Regions from separate parts of the Zea mays genome. Here region 1 is linked to region 2. The links are chromatin contacts, called in public Hi-C maps. All regions are on one chromosome and are shown on one strand. The core of a region is the stretch at or near the end of the contact, and the rest is flanking DNA. Distances in the headings are between cores, read along the strand shown. Region 1 has its middle 45 kb from the start of LOC103629456. Region 2 holds the start of LOC100191869.

Region 1 (6,401 bases), core at 2,887-5,386, 310 kb before region 2:
AATTCATAAATATTCTAGTTTCACTAAAAAATTGCAAATAAGTTACAAAAACTAATAAACATTTTATATGAAGATAACTCAAGTCCTCGTATGAAAATGATAAAGTGAAGTACTGATTATGTTGAAACTTGGATACTTACACTAATTTCACATGTAACTCATACAAATAAGTGAAAGTGAAAGGAAAGAAACATGGGCATCTTATAGATCTTATGATCCAAACATTTTTTATGGTTACATATGGACATATGTTGTATCTCCGTAAAATTTCACGATTTTTTGAGGCCATTTATGTATTATTAATTTCTTGTCATAGAAAATCATCAAAATACAATTAAATCATTAAAATATTGTTTAAACAAAAAATAATGTATTACAAAGTCATAGATCTCTTCAAGCTCTACAATTTTCATATAAACTTTATCTTCATCCGATTTCATATGTAAAAGTTACGATTTTATAACTATATTATGCAAAAAAAGAAAAAACGGGTACCCGTATCCGACCCGGGATTTTCGGGTACTGACCGGGTATTAGTGATTCCGTATCCTACATATATCCGAGGTTCAGTATCTGGGTAATACCCGTATCCGTCCCGACAAACAAAATACTCGTATCCATATCCAAAATTACGTCCTGTTTTGGTACCCGTATCTGATACCCGTTCCGGGTACCCATCCCATTTTCATCCCGACAGGCCGGTCCCACAGGGCAGCGGGAGAGAGAGAGAGTGCGGGCGCGGTCGTCGCTGACAGGTGGGGCCCACCTGTCAGTCGATGCGGGCGCGCCCGTGGCCTGGCTGGGCTAGATTGGGCCTAATGTGCTTAATTCAATTTTTTCTTTTTCCCTGGAATTTCGAATGCCTTTTCTTTTTATTTTTCTCTATGGATTTCAAATCAATTTCAAACCAAATTCAAATTCAAATTCAAACAATTTCAAACAGGTGCATCAAACAAAAGATAATTTAGGCTCAGCATGATGCAACATTTCATCACTCACATAGATTTTGATAAAATAAATAATTAATCCCTCACCTAATTGACTTAACTCTAATCAAAAGGAAGAGAGAGGAAGTTTAGAGAGAGAGAGAAGGTAACACTTAAATTTAGTAGACATTTAGAGAAGAAATTTTATACCCCCAAATTCATGGTGTTACAGTGTACCAGCAGAAAATTTCATTACAACCCATTTCCCCATGATGCAAGTCACGCTTGATAGTTTATCACAATTTATACTCCATATATATCTATATAGAGGCCAACTCCTCATTAAGTGTCGAGCCATGCATAGGCGCCGTTGCTGCACTTTAACCATAGGGCAGCTCATTGTGGTAACTCACCTTCTTACCTAAACATAGGTGCGTCGTTACCAGTACATTACACTTTTCAGTACTCCCATATATGTGTACCCATACACATCCATGGGGTAATGGGTCCTGAAAAAGTAAATACTCCATATCGCAACCTTTGTATATACATATACGAAAATATGTATATAGTCAAGCGCCACATTTAAGCACTCCCCTAGACCGACGTTTGTTCGGTCATGCTCTCATAGCTCCACTTTACCTTAGTCGTCGATCCATTCAAAATTGAATGGTTCAAAAATTAACATTACACATGTATGCATTACCCTTCCCAGTTGTGGGTTAGTGGTTAGTACCTTAACCTAAGCCACCTATTAGTCCTTAGCTTAACTACAGTACTAGTTTGCACTCCTACTACCAGGCATGTAATCAAGTTTAGGTTTTTCCAAAAATCATTTAGACTCAAAATCTTTTGAAAAAATGTTCAAAAGATTATTATATCGTTCGCAAGAATGGGTGCAGGTTTTGATACCAGTTGTCACAACCCAACCAATTATTGGACCCACGTACACCAATCCTTGCCTTTAAGGCCTCTAATAGATATGTAAGTGAATCATAAACTTACTCAGGGTGTCGAGTTTCGATGAACTCATTCATTTCCAAGGATCATTCATCCATAATTCCGAACATCACAATAACCATATATGAACATAAACTATAAACAAAGGAGTTGAGCGGAAGACTTTACAATAAGATAATAGACATTAGCAAACATTTAAGTTTAAAAACCAAGTGGCGTTCATTATTATATGCCCGAGGTAGAGTCAAAGTGCTAATTTATTACATCACTTGGGAAGATGCTATGTATCCACAAGCACACATACAAACAAACATAAGTAAAAGGTCTCCAGTGTGAGCCTAATAGTATTCAAACGTGTTAAGAACTTCTCCTACAACAACATAGGGAATAAAACCCTGAGTACAGAATTACTCAGCAAGACTAACCTTACTAAAGAAAAGACTCTCAAGGATATGCTAGTTGATTTGGGAATCAAGGTAAAGGTCATCAATGTTTAATGACTCAAGTTTTGCGTAAAAGCTTACTATTACTTGGTCCTTAGGCCAACCTTTTACATTCCAAGTTAAGTTATTACCTTTCTCTAGGTTGCTCTAATCTAGTTCCTTCACTTGACCTAGTCTAGCTTTCTTTTACATAACCAAACTTGTTTCATTTCTTATCTACGATGAGGGTCGAAGATCCAGTCTTCATATCTGAGAAGTACGGTGACCCGAATCGATTGATACCCAGCTGGGGATCTCCAACCACATGACATATGTAGCACTTAACCCTTGCATATGTCAACTCACACTTGGTTTTCTCAAGACCAGTACGGGTTCACGTGACCCGAGAGCATAGTACCCCACCATCCAGCCACTTGCTAGGTGGGTACACGTTACTCCCGCCTTCTCTCCACTCCCAGTGCGTGCGATCTGTTTTGGTATTGGTCCGACCGAGGCAAAGCTTACCCATGACGAGGCATGTGGCCACTTAAAGGGTCCTAGATTAGCAGGCCAACAATCGTTGCGGTCCTTAAACGACACAAACGGGCGACCTTTCCTGCTCAACTTTTGTTCTCAATTTAAACTATTTCTCAAAACCTTGTACCTGTCAGAGGTACCATGGTTGAATGATGAAGTCATCAAGGCCTTTGATACCTTCATCACTCCAAGTCCTTTTTCTTTGTAAAAACATGATTCATACATCAAAATATTTTGTTTCTAATCTATAAGCATACTAAGCATATCTATCTTTTTCAAATTAGGTGCCAAGGATGATAAACAATAGTTTAAGGAAGTTATGCAGTAAAGGTTTAATCATTCATCTCCTACCACCTAATGCATCATATAAGTGATAAAAGTTTTGAAACACAAGGAAAGGTTTAAATGAATCGGGGCTTGCCTTGATGAGGAGGTGAGTCAGGCTCTTCTACCAAAATGTTGTAGTTGGCAGCAAACCTACTAGAGCACCTTCGGGAGGACCTTCGGGAAAAACTTCAGTTGGAGAAGCTTCAGATGGAGGAACAAGTTCCTCTTCCACTTCCACTTCAAACACTTCTTCTAGGTGTTCTACAAGTCAATTACAAGTATATGAATGCTCATGTAATGATATGCCATGTAAACTCTCACTAGGGAGAGGTGGAAAACTTAAATACTCTTAAATAAGCATGTCGTGATTGCATAGTTCTAGGTTACCTAATGTTGGCTCACAATGATCAAACTAAACTTACTTCAGACAATCAGAGAACTAAATAGACTAAAGTTTATCAAACTAGTTGCTCAAGATTCTACATGACTTAAGTTTTATCTAACCCTAGATTAATATTAAGGTTTAGGGTTTTAAATGCCTATACTTTGCTAGTTTATGGTTCTTTGGGGAATTTAACTCCAAATATATTCAAATTTTTACCAGGTTCTAATATAGTGGTAAATAGTTTTTCCACTAATTTTCATAATTTTTGGTGCTCTGGTTTTATTTCTAAAATTCATTTAAGCTGCCTAAGGTCGCTGTTAAATTAGTTACAATTTTCTCTCTTGTAAAAATCCTAAAAATATTTTTTAACAAGCACTACACACTTTTATGAATTCTACAAAATTGGTTTCACAAACTTTGCCTTTCTCTATATTTTCTAGTGGATTTTACAATCTATTAGCAAAAGGAAAAAGAGAAATTGTGAATAGTGCTGGGCCAAAAGCTTTAAATCTGGTCCAAGTGCATAGGAAATCAGCCTCCACGCCCGCAGCCCGCTCCCGCGCTGCACGTTTTACATGAAGACCCTCGCCGATATATATCCATTAAAGAACCCTAGGCACTATTTGATTGTTTCACTGATCTGATCACCTAAGCCCTTCTTCTTTTTCTTATTCACAATTTCACGTCCGCGACCGCCGGCGACCCATTCCGATGAACTCGAGCACATCAACGTGACCCCCGAGACTAACTCATTGTTTTCCCCCAATTAACTGGTCCCAAGTGCTCTAGGTCAACTTTAGCCACGGCGGCGGAGAACCGAGCTCCGCGCGAGGTCGGTCGGGGTTTCTAGCAAGGTAGCGTTCAATCCCCGACTACATCAAGCTTCAGTAACATGTCTAACATACGGTGCTCACCATGGTCGGGTCAAGGAGGACGGGGTTCAGTCGGTCGACGTGGAAGATGTCTCGGCGTTCACCGAGTGATCTGGCGGCGTTCTGGTGGAAGCACTGTGGTAGAATTCAAAAGGACGACTCGGTGAGCATCACTAGGACATAAGACCACAAAACATCGACTAGACAAGCATGACTAACCTTAGAAGGTGTTGGCCATGGTGAACCAGGGAGAAGAGCCGGTGTGGCCACCACTGGCAAGGTCTAAAAGGTATTGGAGGGTTTTCTAGGGGAAAATGGCTTTGGTTAACATGCCTCGGTTACATAAACACAAGCAACCTCACACGAGCATACTGGAGTAAGGATTACAGGGATACCAAAGACACACTCCTCAACCCTAGTGTTTATGGCAAGGGAGAAAGAAGCAAGTTCCTTTTGGGACTGTCCAAGAACCCAGCGAGGAGAAACATAAAGACAACTACTGCATGAGCACAAGCATGTGGACATCCTCCCTCAAACCCACACAAGGTGCCAGCATAAGGTGAACATGAGTCACACCCCCTGCATGGAAGACAGGGAGGCAGGTAACAATAGTCCTATTATCTCAGATTTTGTTGGACAGCTCTGATCTATCCAATTCGACTGAACCATCCTATTCAACCCTTCTTTTATTTATCTCTATTCCAAGCACGGGAAGATCAACCTTAGTTAAGCAACTTTGTTTACCTATACTAGATCTTCAAGTTTGTTATAATCTTCTAGGGCCAAATACACATGAATCACAAGTTACAATGGCTCAAAGTCGACCTCAACTCACTGCAACTAATTTCAGTTGACTGAAACTTAGTCTGTGTTCTTTAGTCGACTGCAGCCTAGATTTCACCCCCATTTCTCCAAATTCTGTAGAAGGGCAGACCATGCTCCCTACTCCAAACTTGTTCATTGAGTACAGGTCTTTCACTTTTATACAACACTCTAGAACCAAGTATATATGGATTACAAGTTATGGTACCCCCAAAGTGGAGCAAAAGTCACTGAACCCAAAATTCAGTTGACTGAACTTGATTCCATCCACACAGTCTGACAGAGCAATTTGGAGAGCATTTTACTCACATTTTTCTGTAGCAACAGGCCAACCTCACTTCAATAAACTTGTGCACTAATATATTATATTCCACTTTGTTACAGATAGTATGGCTTAATACCTCATATATCAAGCACAAAAGAACTCCAAAGTTGGACCAAACACACAACTCTAGAATCTGTATTTGCACTAAGTCAGGAAATCCAGATTGAAGCATAGGATCTTTGGACCAGTTTTGCTACTAGTTTCATACAGCTTTAGGGGCATGATCTTTAACAAAAATTAAACACCAACATGTGGTCTTCCACTTTTTTACAATACCCCAAATCCAAAACTGCATGGATTAGCCACTAACTGGCTTCCAAATTTGCTTCAGACCATAAATTCTTCAGTTTCAGAGATTACACTAAGTTTGGAATCCAGCTTCTGACATACCACATTTGAGCAAGTTTTACAAGCAGTTCCATATGTTTTTAGGGCTGGGAAGCTAATCAAACTTGTGCACCTAGTGTAGCTCTACAAATTTGATATAGTGGACATCTTCAAAGCATCCATAGATCAAAAGTTATAATGGTCCAAATACAGATAGTTGCTAATATTTTTCAGAAATCCAAACGCTAGGTCAAAACTAACTTGTGAGTTTTTCTCCATTTTTTGCTATAAAACTTGGAATTCTCCACACATGAGACTTGTTTGGTTTGGAAAAATTTATGGATTTGATATTTTGACTTTTGGCAAAACATTACCAGCTCACAATTTCCATTGTTGGGGTTAAATCTAAAGTTTCTCCAACTATGTCTTCTGATCTCCACTGATCACCACATTAGATTTTGATTATTTTTTATTCTAGTAAATGCATTCTAGGTGCAT
Region 2 (6,564 bases), core at 3,219-5,718:
GCATCTATGTTAGTCAACTATTTATAAAAACGATCATATATGTTAGTCACTTATTTATATATCACATTCTGCTTAAATGATAGACAGATTTATGTAGTGCTTGTTCTCTTCCATCTTCAGACCAGCCGGCCAAGCCCAGTCCCACTAGAGACACCCTAAACCACGGTAGGAAATTGATAAGCTGATGGTTGTCAATCGGCACCAAACACGACTACACGAGACGCAGCCGTGTCATGTTTAGAGCACAAATTAGTTACAACTTACAACATACCACAAGAAACAAGAATAACGGTAACATGTAAATCCGCAGGCCTTCTCACCTTAATTTTCAAGCCAAGGTGGAGAATGAATGAACAGTTACGAAATGTATGCATCATCTGATTCCACAAGTGAGCAACATCGCCCTGTGACAAAAGCTTGCTTCTACAATCAATCACATTGTGAGACAATGTTTGTTGTTGGATCAGAGGGGACGCGAATGCGACCAGCTCATGGTTACACACGAAATCACTTGTTACTGGACTGGACAGTTCACTATACTACTATATACACATCACAAAAAAAATGCAGGAAAACGTTTCACAAAGCTGGTGGCTAGTATCAAAAAAAGAACTTCTAAACAATCAGAGGACGCGAGTGAAAGATATGGAAGATGGCTAGGGCTGCTTCTTGATCCGTCTCGAGGTGGTTTTGGCCAGAGCATTGCATATCTCCCTCTTTCTCTTGGCGTTTTCGTCCATCTTCCCAGAGGCAACGTTGGCCTGTCGTTCCAGCGCTTCCCTCACAAAGAATTTCAGCCTCCATAGAGTTGTCTCGCTCTGCATCAGGGAGCATAGTTAAAACGGACAGGGAAAAAAAAGTCAAAATGGTAGGAGGGAACTCTCAAGTTAAACGCGCAGGGTGGTGGTATTCTTTCCTTAATTCTAAGCCATGATGCAGTATAACCAGTTAAGGCTATGGTCATTGAAACAAACAAAAAAGAAAGAAAGAAAGAAAGAAAGGGTGAACACAAGGGAACACATAAACCATTACCTGGGCATCCATATCAAGATCCACTTCTTCTGCTTTAGTCTGGAAGCTAGGATTGTCTTGTGCGACAATCTCTAGCGCCTTGCTAAGATCATCTGGAGACAAGTGACAGATACCTGCACCCAGCTTCCTCTTCTCGTCTGTCGTCATTTTCCTATCATATCAAAATTTCAGCAACCATGTGATCCAGATTCAGTTGCACAAGTAGAATACCATCATCACAACATAAAAAAATAACAGCATATCGTCAAATCAAAAAGCATAGAATGAGCATTATAAGATATACCTGCATCTGTGAACCACCATTTTCCGGAGCTCCTCCAGCTTCTTGTTGATCTGATTTAGCTAGAAAGGAAAAAGAAGAGAGGAAGTACTAAATATCCATGGGAAATAGAATAGGATACATGAAATCTAATACTTAATGAGGCAGTGAAGATGAGTCTGACATTTTGTACGCATTGCATCCAAAACACACCATCAAACTGCTATTAACATCCCAACAACTAACAATGTATCTGAGCATCATACCTCATCATCAGTGTCTTTTGCTAATTTTACGATTGCAACTTCTCGAGAAGTATTTGTGGCTGCAACACCCTTTGATTCCTCCTCCTTTTGTCTTTTTTCCTACAAGGATACGTTGAGAAAATATAATGCGCAAATAAAAGGTTCTGACATGCTTTTATTGGCTAGGAAGTAGACACTCATGTACATTTCAAAACCAAAAAAACAAATAGAGGAACATGCATGACTAAAAAACTTCACCTCACTCTCAACTTTAGGAAGAAAATGGAGCCACTTCTCTTCAAATTTCTCAAGCAATGATTTAGCCATCAAGTGGATGACATTTTGATCATCATTGTACTTCATCGCATTGGCAAAAATTAATCGAACATCAGAACATATTTCTCTAACATTGGTGTAACAAGTACCATCCTTCCTTTCCATTTTCTTTTGGATGGTAGAGAAGTCCATAGGTTGGGTAATAATCTGTCAACAAGATAAACTAAATACATGAACCACTACAAACAAACTTTATTGAAACATAAATAAATAAATATCAAGTGTCCCTGCCTTGGCTGTTCGATAACAAAAGCAGCTCTAACTAATAAGTAACTAAGGTGCATCTAACCAGTTTCCAAGGAGAAGCTAAATACAGAGAAACATATACAGCTACATGTCAAGGATTCCACAATTTGAAGTGATACATAAAAAATAATAAATGATACAATCATGTAACAGATAATAGAGGTTAAGGATACAACCTTGTATTTCAAGAAACTGAACATAAACTGTTGTATTCATTCAATGGTAAAACTCTCAAAAGGGGGTGAGAAGGTTCCACTGATAAAGGAAAAGCCACTAACTACAATGGCTCATGTCTATTGTAGTTATATACTTATATTTATATACAAGTGCTTGCAATATAAGGCAAACGGAGGCCAAACTGGATCAAGATAAAAGTCAGTGTACCTTGTCAAGATTTTGTATTGCTCATACATCCAGGATAACACTAAAGATATACAACAACATTAGTGATAAATATTTTCACCTACCTACAACAATATCCCCTTGTAACCAAAATTACTACTCTGTTAGGAATCAACTGCAGCGATAAATGACAAAATTATATTAGCAGGTTTAGCCATTACGTTGTGATAGTCAGGAAGCTGTAGAGTTACAACATCCACCGGCTCCAGAAATGGCCATGCATCTTTATGAGAGGTGATCTGGAAGAATGAAAATCAAGAAGACTGAGTGCAAATGGAAAAGAGATGAATGGAAACTTTCATATGGCAAACCAATCACACACTTTCTGATTCTCCTATAATGATTGAATGAAATAACAGACCCAATGCTAGCGGCTCCTACATAAGTGGGGTCTGGGGAAGGAATAACTGAGGCACCTTTAGGCCTTGTTCGTTTGTCCAGGAATGGAGCAGGAATCATTCCAGCCGATCAAAACTTATATAATTTAGAGAAACAAACCGGCTAGGAATTGTTCCATGCCTCCATTCCGGAAGAAACGAACGGCCCCTTAGAGGGATGGTTCTCTCTCCAAAGGAAGAGATGTAGTGATCTGGGGGTAGAGAGGTCAGGGAGACACAACAAAATCTCTATACAAAGATTTGACTTCTGGTGGTGTGGTGAATCAACATAAGGTGGACGTATAAGACTGCATAGCTCTTCTAATGGTGAATATCTTTCTGTGGATGGCATTCCATTGTAGGATCCAATCAGCAGTCAGAATTAACAAAACAAAGTAGACTGTAATGACTTTTATTCTTCCTGGCTTTAGATATAGAAAGACAACGGTTGGCGATTCTCTTTTGCTGTGCAGGTTCCAACAACTTGATCAAGGAGCCAAGGTGGTAGTGGTCTTATTCAAGCTGGTGGCCTTGCTGCAGAACTGGAAGGTGATGGTTTCAAGGAAGGATAAAGAAGAGTGGCAGAGCTTATCAGGAACATGGTAAACAGCATTGAACAAAATTAGAGTGCTGTTTTCTCTATTGTGGTTGAGTTTTGGCTAGGTAGCAGGAGTCTGGTGTTGTTTTTGCATGAACTGCTGAAAGTAAATGCGGCTGTGGCTGTATATTTGTCGGTTTTTTTTTGCTGGTAGGTTTTTAGAGGAGTTTGCATAGTGGTTGTTTAAATTCTGGTGAGTATTGAGTTAGTTTGTGTTTTTCAGGTGTTAGAGATCTTCCTGCAGTAAGCTGTGCCAATGGACTTTGGTCTAAAAAAGGAAACTGGAAGGGGCCACTGGAGAAGAAAATTATAAACAATTAAACATTGTCGAAATTATCTAGTCGTTTACTGTTCTAAATTGGCCAGACTTTCTACAGCATGCTTCGCGACCCAACAGAACAGAACGAACCAAGCAAGCACTGACAAAGTTACCTCTTTCAAAAGCACGCCGAACTGGCGCATAAGGTCCGGCATTCCCCTCGAGGATGCCCCATACCTGCCACCACCACCACCCTTCCTCCCGCCGCTTCCGTGCTTTTTGCCATCGTAGAAGTCCGCCACCTCTTTCACCCGCCGCTCCAGCTGCAGCACACACATCGCCAACAAACCCCAATCTGAGAATACTGCGCCCGAATTGTCACGCCAACAAACAAAAACACAAATTCCCCCAAGTCACCAAACAAAACATTCTAATCGACGCTTCTCTCGCGCCAGAGTCGCGTCATCGTCGCTATGCGAGACGGGAGGAGTAGGCGGTCAGAGGATTACCACGTCGGTCTTCGAGACGAGGTCGTCGACCTGGCGCCGGAACGCGTCGGCCTCCGACTCCACCTCGTGGGGGCCCGCCTCCGCTGCCCGCGCTGGGGCGCCGTTCGCCGGTGTCATCTAGGGTTCGCGGCCACGCGCGTGTGCCGGCGAACACCTGCAACTACACTACAGCTGAGCCGACTAACGTCGCTCTGACGGTTTTTTCTTTCCTCTGTTTTTTTTTTCTTGACGGCGCCTGGTGTTTATGATGATGAGCATATGGGCCTCCTAGGCCGGTAGGTGTACAGCTCTTTATGGGACGAGATGAACGTGACGACAACATAAGTTGGGCTGCATAGGTAGGCTAAACGGGCCTACTCCGCAAGGTTGTGGGTCGCTTTTTGGAACGCTCCCTGTTAAGTTAATCTTAGAGCAACGCTAAGAGAGAATTATGTGTGTGCCCGTGCGTTATCATGATACTTAAAAAATTAGTATAAAATATATATATATATATATAATGATAAATATCATTATTATATGCTTCCCAGTGAACGCACCTGGTTGACGAGAAGCTGGTGGGCGTGTGCGCAAAAAGGGAGGCGTGACAGGGGAACGTGGGGCGAGGCCTGGACTTCGGAGGTTGCGCTGGCAGGAGGGCGCGTATCTCGGGCATCGCAGAGCTGACGCCGGGCGAACGGGGGGCATGGTAGTGCCCGTGGTCTACAATAGTTCCTTAATAGGTAGTAGAGTTAGAGATATCTTTTCTGTACTACCTATTATAGTTAGGTGCACGTACGTTGCTACGTTTTCTATTCAAATATGTTCTAAACCTTTACAATAAAACCAACTATAAAGATGTTTTTGTTGGTACCTCATTTAAGAAAAAAAACATGAAGTAGCAAATGGTCGTAGTGGAAGGTCACCAATGAACTGATATAGAGCAAAAGTTGTAGCTTGACTTTGTGCTTCTTGTTTATAAATTTGGTTTAATAATGGCAATTCAGATAAAAGAGATAAGATACTGGTGTGATTTGTTACGCACCGATATCTCAGTGCATCATGCACTTATAATAATTTTATGACAACATGCAATTTGTAGGTCGAAGACCCATTATGATGCGGTTTTAGCTCCAACATTCTTGTTATATATTAAATAAGTGATGAATATGGCTCAATTAGTAGTTATCGTAGTGGAAGATCAGCAATGAGCTAATATAGAGCAAATTAGCAAAAGCTGTAACTCAACTTTGTGCTTCATGTTCACAAATTTGGTTTAATAATGGCAATTTAGATAGGAAGAAATAAGATATACTGTGATTTGTTACACACTGATATCTCAATGCATCATGCACATATAATAATAATTACTATCTCAGTGCATCATGCACATATAATAATAATTACTATCATGCCACCACCCACTAGTGCGCCTCGGTCCACACCTGACGGTGTGGCCCGCTCTCCTGCAGTTGGCGTGGTTCCTAAGACTCAGATCCCCCGTCGCTAGGATTGCAGGTTCATTTGTATTAATCCGAGGGACTCATATGCTAAATCGTCACAGCGAAGGGGTACACAGAGACCTTGGCCGTTGGATCAAAACCAAACGGACCGGATTACATCTAGCTGTACAACGACCCGCCCCAATTGGAGCCCTCGGATCTAGATCTAACGGCCACCAGGAACCCGACCGAAAACAACACCTACTCTAGATCCCCATCGTCAGATTAGAATTTGATGGTCACCATTCCTCGCAACGAAGGGGTACATGATGATTTAATCACCACCACCCATTCAGATCCGACGGTCCACACCCGATTGGAACCAACGGCTCAGATCTAACTATACTAAACGACAGCGCGCCATGACCCAAACCGTCCGCTTCAATCCGACGGCGCGCAAGCGTCTTCAATCCCCAAGCCCAAGCCGCGGTGGCGCAGTTCACCGGTGAGGCCATGGCCGACGCCCTGATGTCCTAATCCGCTATCTAACGAGTTCTACCCTATGAGAAGGACAAGGTGAAGGACGTGGTGGTGGATTTACCAGTGATAGAAACAGTGACGAGCCCTGCCCATGGCGTGCGGTGCCACCGCGGCGGAGGAGAAATTCCGGCGACGAATTCCCCTGGCTCCGAGTTATCGCATCCCCTTAGGTTGCCATAGGAACCTCCGCCGAGCGCCAATGAAGCTCCCGAGCACCCCAATTTGACCCCGGGTGGCGTGATGATCCAGGGCCTGTACGGCGGCACCAGCGACTACCGCAAGCAACGCGGGCGCGGCTAAGGTGGAGGAGTGAATGCCGGGGCGAGTCGAGGTGAGTCCAGAG

Evidence for each region. Hi-C and Micro-C count contacts between places; a contact is called where the count stands out from the background.
Region 1: a contact with region 2 is called in a Hi-C map of leaf, with 4 times the contacts expected there. The contact joins the enhancer-like site here to the promoter of LOC100191869 in region 2. A contact is called at or near these places in 7 of 25 Hi-C or Micro-C datasets (ear, endosperm, leaf and 1 more).

Annotation. Positions count from the first base shown.
Region 1 is chr6:78,755,801-78,762,201 of Zm-B73-REFERENCE-NAM-5.0, reverse strand. No RefSeq gene overlaps it. Among protein-coding and RNA genes, the nearest start is that of LOC103629456, 45 kb to the right of the region's middle. Within about 2 kb of position 4,136, at least 13 of the 20 cell types and tissues checked have an H3K27ac peak or open chromatin away from gene starts, as enhancers often do. A contact at or near this core is called in ear, leaf and tassel, where this site is marked.
Region 2 is chr6:78,441,515-78,448,078 of Zm-B73-REFERENCE-NAM-5.0, reverse strand. It overlaps LOC100191869, which reads right to left and starts at 4,468. Exons shown (of 8, transcript NM_001360688.1): 1 at 4,264-4,468; 2 at 3,928-4,077; 3 at 2,682-2,759; 4 at 1,795-2,019; 5 at 1,558-1,656; 6 at 1,316-1,374; 7 at 1,033-1,183; 8 at 420-818. The coding sequence starts at 4,380. The coding sequence ends at 657.